Linked DNA regions of Podarcis muralis: region 2 is linked to region 1. A link is a contact called in public Hi-C data. All regions are on one chromosome and are shown on one strand. The core of a region is the stretch at or near the end of the contact, and the rest is flanking DNA. Distances in the headings are between cores, read along the strand shown.

The links. A called contact is a pair of places that touch in the nucleus more often than the background predicts.
Region 2: a contact with region 1 is called in a Hi-C map of tail, with 2.6 times the contacts expected there. The contact joins the promoter of MLLT10 here to the promoter of BMI1 in region 1. A contact is called at or near these places in 2 of 3 Hi-C or Micro-C datasets (blood and tail).

What each region holds. Positions count from the first base shown.
Region 1 is chr12:23,509,031-23,512,408 of rPodMur119.hap1.1, forward strand. BMI1 (BMI1 proto-oncogene, polycomb ring finger) reads right to left here and starts at 1,640. Exons shown (of 10, transcript XM_077936851.1): 1 at 1,220-1,640.
Region 2 is chr12:23,806,918-23,810,295 of rPodMur119.hap1.1, forward strand. MLLT10 (MLLT10 histone lysine methyltransferase DOT1L cofactor) reads right to left here and starts at 1,824. Exons shown (of 21, transcript XM_028749764.2): 1 at 1,615-1,824.

The DNA of each region.
Region 1 (3,378 bases), core at 390-2,889:
CAGAAACCCCTGTGCTCCCGAAGTTAATTTCCCAGCTTTGCCCTCCCGTCCCCTAAGCGCAGAAACTTTAACAATTTACGCACACACGAGAAAAAGCGCCCAGCTGCAAGCTGAGCGAGAACCGCCATCTTACGAGCCATCCAGTCCCACACCGGGGTCCGCCAAACTTAAGTTAATAAAATTCCTGGGAGAGCCCTCCTGAGCGCGACCAGCCCCCCAGCGGGATCGCCCCCTCGGGGGGGACCCATCCCTATAAGATGGGGGCTCTGCGGGGATCCTGAAACCCCCTGCAAGGCGCTTCTTGGCCAGGCAGCCGCCGTCCCCTGACCCAGGCAGCGCCAGGTTTCATGCACCGCCCGCGTTCAATCGAAATCTGCATTTAAACAAAGGAGCCCCAGAGAGATCGGCGAGCAGGGGCTGAAAATAGAAATATCCTCCTGCGGGGCCATGTGCCCAGGAAGGGGCTAGCGGCGAGCCGAGGGAGGAAAGGAACCGAAATCCGCCGGAGGGGGGGCGTCGCCCCAGCCAGTGCACGGGCCGCCGCCGCCGCGCCTCCCGGGGTCCCTGCGCGGAGGGCGAGGGCGCGCGGGCGCGGAGGCAGCGCGGAGATGGAGCAGCCTGTCAGCGCTTTCCCCACCCGGAGAGCCCGGGGACACCTAGCAAGGCTGGCGCCCCTTCGCAGCCCCCCGAAACCGCCTCCCAGGCCCCGCCGCCCCCCGGCCCCCGGAGGGCAGCCGCGCCCGGGGATACGTACCCGCGAGAAGGAGCCGGCGGGCGACGATCCGAACCGCCCCGAAAGACAATGAAAGTTAAAAGTCGCTCAGCAGAAAATGAATGTGAGCCAAGCGGCCATCTTGAAATGAACTGCAGACGCTGTCAATTGCAATGAGCGCAGGGCTGCCGCCGCCGCCGCGCTCAGCTCAGCTCATGCTCGCTCCCCCGCAGCCGGGCTCCTCTCCGCCACCGAGCCCCCTCCCTCGCCCTCGGATCCCTGCGCCGCCCCAGGAGTTGGCTCTGCCTCCCCCCCCCCCGCAGCCCTCGCTCTCCCTCGCCTCCTCTCTCTGCCTCTCCCCACCTCCTTCTCAATGCGCAGCTCCAGTGCTGGGATCTCAAAATCTTTCTAATCCGGATGGTTTGCCTCTCCTCCTCCGCCAGCCCATTGTCTCTTGCGCTCTTTCTTTTCTTCCTCGGCTTCCCCCCCACCCCTTCACCCACTCGCCTCGCAATCTCTTTCCCCCTCTACTGTGCTTTTTCTTTCTTTTTTTCGGCCCCTCGGAGAGGGAGGCTCTTCCTCCCTCCCTCCTTCCCACTCCTCCTCCTCCTCTTTTTTTCCCCCTTTACGAGGAAAAAAAAATTGTGATTATTTCATAGTTGTGGAGGGAGCCAGGGGAGAGGAGGGAGAGTGGCGGGCGAGGAGGGGGCTGCTGGCTGCCGCCGCTGCTGCTGGTGGTGGAAAATGCAACGCTGAAAGGCACACAGTGGAAACTGACACCGTCCCCAAAATGGCTCAGAGTTCGCCCGCCCCGCCAGGATCACGTGGGGCTCCTCATTCCTTAAGGGTGGCCTGGGAATTAGTGTCGGTGTAGTCGGAGCCCGTCAGCCTCCCTGTGACCCAATCCCGCGGCTCGGCCGCCTCCCCCTCCCCGCGCGCCACCCTCCCCTCCCCTCCCCTCCCCCTCCCCGCACTCCGCCTGGTCCTCCGCCTCCCTCCGCTCCACACACACTTCGCCGAGTCCTCCTTTTCTCCACCGCGCTCACGCTGCTGCTGCTGCTGCCTCTGCTGAGCTGCCGCTGCCGCTTGTTCCACCTCCCCCCCTTCTCTCTCTCTCTCACACACACAAAATGTATTATTCATTTTCTTCCCCCCGAACACACCCACTCCACGCTTGTAGAGTCGCTTTGCCCGTTCCTTCTCGTTTCCCCACATTTTGTACACCCTGTCACTTCACGCGCACAATCTCTCTCTCTCTTTTCTTCTGGCTTAACTGCAACACACACAAACCTCTTTTTCTCTGCTTCCCCTCCCCCCGCTATCGCCTCTTTCTTTTCTATATTTGCTCCTTCTCTGACCGACACCTATCTATTCCTTAAATATGTCTCTGTGTGTGTGTGTGTCTCCCACTCGGCCCCCCGCCCCAGGGCACAATAAACTGAAGCTTGCCACCTTTTGGCTTAGTCCATTCCCCTCATCTAAACCTGTCTACTCCGCTCTTTGCGCCTGCTGCCACCTCTCCCTCCTCACACGACGGTGGCCCCAACTCCGCAGCCCACCATTTTAATATCTGGAGGTGGCACCCAAAGCAAGGTCCCCTTGTCCTCGAAGCGTCTCGTCTGGTGGCTTCCCTCCCGCGCGCACGAGACGCGGCTCTCCTCCGCCGTCGTTGCCCCACAGCCTTCCTTGGGTGCCCGCGCCCAAAATTGCCCCCTGCCGCTCCCAAGCTGCTGTGGGCAAGACCTTTGGCGACGCGACAGGAGACTTGCGCAGCAAAGGCGTTTCAGGTATCGTGGGTGTCGGAAGTGCAACGGGCGGCCAAGGCGAACTAACCCGCAGCCGCGTCTCTGCGCTTCCACCTCCGCCCCTCGTTTCCTTATATTTTCCCGCCTTGGCATCCGATCCACGCGTCGTCTGTAGACGAGCTGCTTCTCCTCAGTGCGCCCCAACACACTTCCCGCCCTGCACATCCCCACCCTCCCCACGCGACCCCCGTTTCCTCCGCCTGCTATTTCCTATCCAGCGCCCCCAGTCTTTGCCTCCTTTCGCCTTCCACTTTTACCATTCTCGTCTCACGATTTATATACACCCTAGAAATGTTTGAAAACTGACCCCCTCCCCCCTTCTCCACGCCTGTCTCTCTCTCTCTTCCTTTCCTTCTAAGGACCCGATCCCGATTTCCTTCCTTTATTTCGGTTCCCTCTCACGCGGCTTTGACTTCGCCATCCCTCGCGCCTTTTTTTGCCCACCCAAAGTGCCCTCATCCTTCGTCCTGGGCTTTTCTCCCTCCACAACCCCAATTGAGATTCCTCAGATACACGACGTTTCCCCCCCCCCCCCGCCCTTCATCTCTTATTTTCTTTAACGTGTTTAAACACAAGAGCGTTCCTGACCCCCCAGCCCCGCGAAACCACCCATTTCCCCTTGACTGGCGAACAGTCTTCCCGGCCTTGAACACGCCGTCTCGTTTCCCGCCTTTCTTCGTCGTATCAGTTCCCTTCTCCACACCAGCTCTGCCACCTCACGTTTCGTCACGGGCGATAAATATGATCGCATTGAGGCAACAAATGTCTTCCGCGAACCCCCCCCCCACCCCTTCCCTACCACAATTTTCCCTCCCCTCCCCCACCCTGTCTCTGCCTCGCAGGCATTCCTCGTCGCACTTT
Region 2 (3,378 bases), core at 574-3,073, 300 kb after region 1:
GATACCGGATGTTGAATACGTGACTTGAAAGTAATCTGCACCAGTGTCAGTGGGACCGTAAAATTAGTGTTTGGAACTGTTTTATAAAGGGCGTTATCGAACCATTATTATTATTATTATTATTATTATTATTATTATTATTATTATTATTATTATTATTATCCATAGAAAGTCTCCCGCGGGCAGCTAAAGAGCACCCTCCCTTGGAAGCGGCTGCCCCTAGCGTCCACGCGGTGAGTTGCAGCAGCGGCCTCCGCCAGGAGCTGCCTGCCGGCCTGAGATTGGAAGCCGCGCGCCCGGGAGGGGAGGGGAGAGAGAAGCGGAGTGGGCGGGGTCGAGAGGGGCGATTACGAGAGACTCGAGCTCGGCACGAGCGCGCCCGGCGCGCTGGCTTCTGGGTAAGCAAATGGCCGAGCGGCAAAAGGAAACGCCGAGGGGGAGGAGAAGGCAGGAAGGCAGGAGGTGAAAGGTCACCGGCCCGCAGGCCCCGCCCCCTGCGCCCGGGTAAATGAATGGAAAGAGCCCAGGCGAGAAGAGGAAAAGGGAAGCTGCTGCTGCTGCAGCGGCGGCGGCTTCCTCGTGCTAACTGTGCTTGCCTGCCTGCCTCCTCGCCACTCTTCTTCTCTGGGGGGAAGGAGGCAGCGACGCCTTACATTGGCGTAAGGAGACGTTGGGCTCCTTCTCTCCAGTCTCCTCCCCCCGCTGCTCCCGGACAATGCAGCCGAAGGGGAGAGCTATAAACATTGGACGGGGGGGGGGGGTCCTCTGCTGCTGCTGCTGCTGCGGGGGGACAACTTAGGCGATGCCGCCTCCGCTTTCTGAGCTTGGGCCACACCAGGCCCCGGGTTCTCCCTGCTCCCGCCGAGGCAAGAAGCGCTTTCTCGGCTGCAAAGGACCTTGCAGCCTCCAGTTCCCGGTTTCTCCCTTGCCCCACAAAACCCCAAACAGGAGAGCTGTTGGTGAAGCCTTCCTCAGCCCGCGCCCGCACAAACCTCGCCGGGCCCTTTTTCTCCTTTGCTCCCCGCGATCGGGGGCGGGGAGACCCTGATATATTCTCTACGTTCCCTTCCAGGGCCGCTTTCCCGAAGGCGGCGGCGAGATCTTGCGTTTTAAAACGCAGCCCCGTCCCTTCGCGCGGCTCCTATCCGATTTTCCACGCGGAAAGCCCGGCCGAGCTGCAGGCGCCGGCTCGCCCTTGGAAGGGAGGGTTTAGGTGGTGTTTGGGGTGTTTTTTTTTCCTTCTCGCGGCCGAGGCGGCGCGAGCCGTTTCTCCAGTTTCAGCGCCGCTGAATTGGCGGCGGACCCGTTTGCTGCAGGCGGTGCGAGGGAGGAGGCGGCGGCTGCTGGGATCCTTCTCCCTTTCTCTTTGGAGTAGTCGACGTGTTATTTAAATCCGCGCGCCGGTGGCTAGTTTCTCAAACGCCCCGCTCGCTCCAGCCTTTCTTATCTAAAAGCGAAAAAGTTGTGCGAGTCGCCTCTCCCTTCCCCCTCCCCAGTGTCTCCTCGATGAGAAATGGAGGAAGAAAATGCAAAACGCTTCAGAGGGAGAAGTGGTCCCCTTTGTTCTGGCATTGTTTCTCCACGAACTGGCGGCTACAAGGATAAAACACTTACCTTCTCTCCTTTTTGCTGCGAAATCCAGACGTTCCCATCGGCTGCAAAATACACAATCCACCTTAGAAAGGGACTAGAGATGTAGAGAGAGTTTGTATTCCGTTCTTTTGCGCGCTCTTCCCATTTTGGGGCAAGATTAAGTTGCCGAGCACGTTGTTGCAAGCTGTAGCCCCCCGCCTCAGTGAATGGTCACGTTTAGGACCCTCCAAGGCCATCCTAAGTCTGCCAGTAGAATCCGAGGGTATTGAAGGTCTAAAACTTTCAAAAGGAAAGGGGGCCTGGAACTAGCCAGAGAGCTGCAAATATAAACTAGGATGCCCCCCGCCGCCGCCACCATACGCACATGCCCCCCCCCCTTAGCTTTAAATAAGGAAACCTTCCCCGGTGAGAGTTTAACGTGAAAGAAAGAAAAAGTTTGCACTTTATTAATTCCTTAAGAGCGAATGTGTTAAAAGCCGATCCCTGCCTGCATTTGAAACCCACTACCCTTGTTGCTCTCACCCCATGTGGCAAAAGTTTTGAATCTCGAAATAAAAACAAATGAGCCGGCGGTAGAAAACGAGGTTTGGAAGTTTAGGTTATGGTTGTAGCTGGGAGAAAATGTGTCGGAGGAGGAGGAGGAACAGTTTTTTGCTTTGTTTTTAAGAGGAAATGCTGTTGGTGTCACTATTTTGGTAACGCGATGATCAAGCGAGCAAAAGAAGCCCATTCACTGATTTCTGCATACTCCAGGCGATGTTTAATGCTCAGCCTCGCAGGTATTAGTGTCCAAACCTGCATTTAATCTGATTATGATGAGGTATGCTGATACAATGGATAGCTGAATAGATCCTTGTGTCTTAGCAAATGAGGTGGATTTTCGGCTTCCCTCGGTTTCCGGGAATGAGAGGAAATAAGGCGCTGATTGTCCACCAACACCTTCTGAAGCCCCTCAAACATCTTTGGGTTTGGGTTGTGGGTGGAAATGAGCATAGCCCCCTCAGCGCCATATTGTAGCACCGGGCTGGATGTCCCGGCTCTTTTATGGCTAGACCTGAAAGTTTCGCTCTCTGTGTGCAACTGGAGAAATGAAGAAAAATAACAACAAATATGGAGCAGGCGTCTCTGGTGTCTTTTCTGTCCCTCATGTAACGCTCCCCATTTCCTCTTTACCACCCTTCTAAAAGGGTGATCTGCTGCATAGGAAAGGAATGAAAAGATTGCAATAAAAGCAAAACCGAGTAAATAAGGTTGAGGGCAGAAGGAGAGGTTTTCTTTGCCAGCCTTTAATTGCCACTGAAACATTCTACAGTTGTAAACATTCCTTATTTATTCAGCCCAAATAGGCAGGCATTGTCTTGCTTTTATCGCAATCGTAATTATGGTGTCCTTTAAACTGGCTGATAGCTAGGGAGATAAGGGAATGTGCCTGTAGCTTCAGATCAAATCTCTCTCCGTCCCTCTCCCTCCCTCTCGCTCTCTCCCCCTCCCCGGGTCATCAGGATCCCCACAGTCCTTAGAGATGAGGAACGCTGGAAGACTCTGGCCTGGCCATTCCTTACGTCACGAAAGTGATTTGTACCACATTGCTAATTTGGTGCAATCCCTAACCCTTTGGATCTCGTGTGCGTTTGTAATTGCCTTTTGCTGCTTGCTTCAATTTTTGGAGCGTTATTTTTGGCGGCAATTTGGAGGGGGCGTTTGGGGTGGGCAATATATCTTTTGCAATCGAGTCCAGGCGTGTGAGGGGGGGGGGGGTTCTGCCCACCTGTACGTCAGAAACAC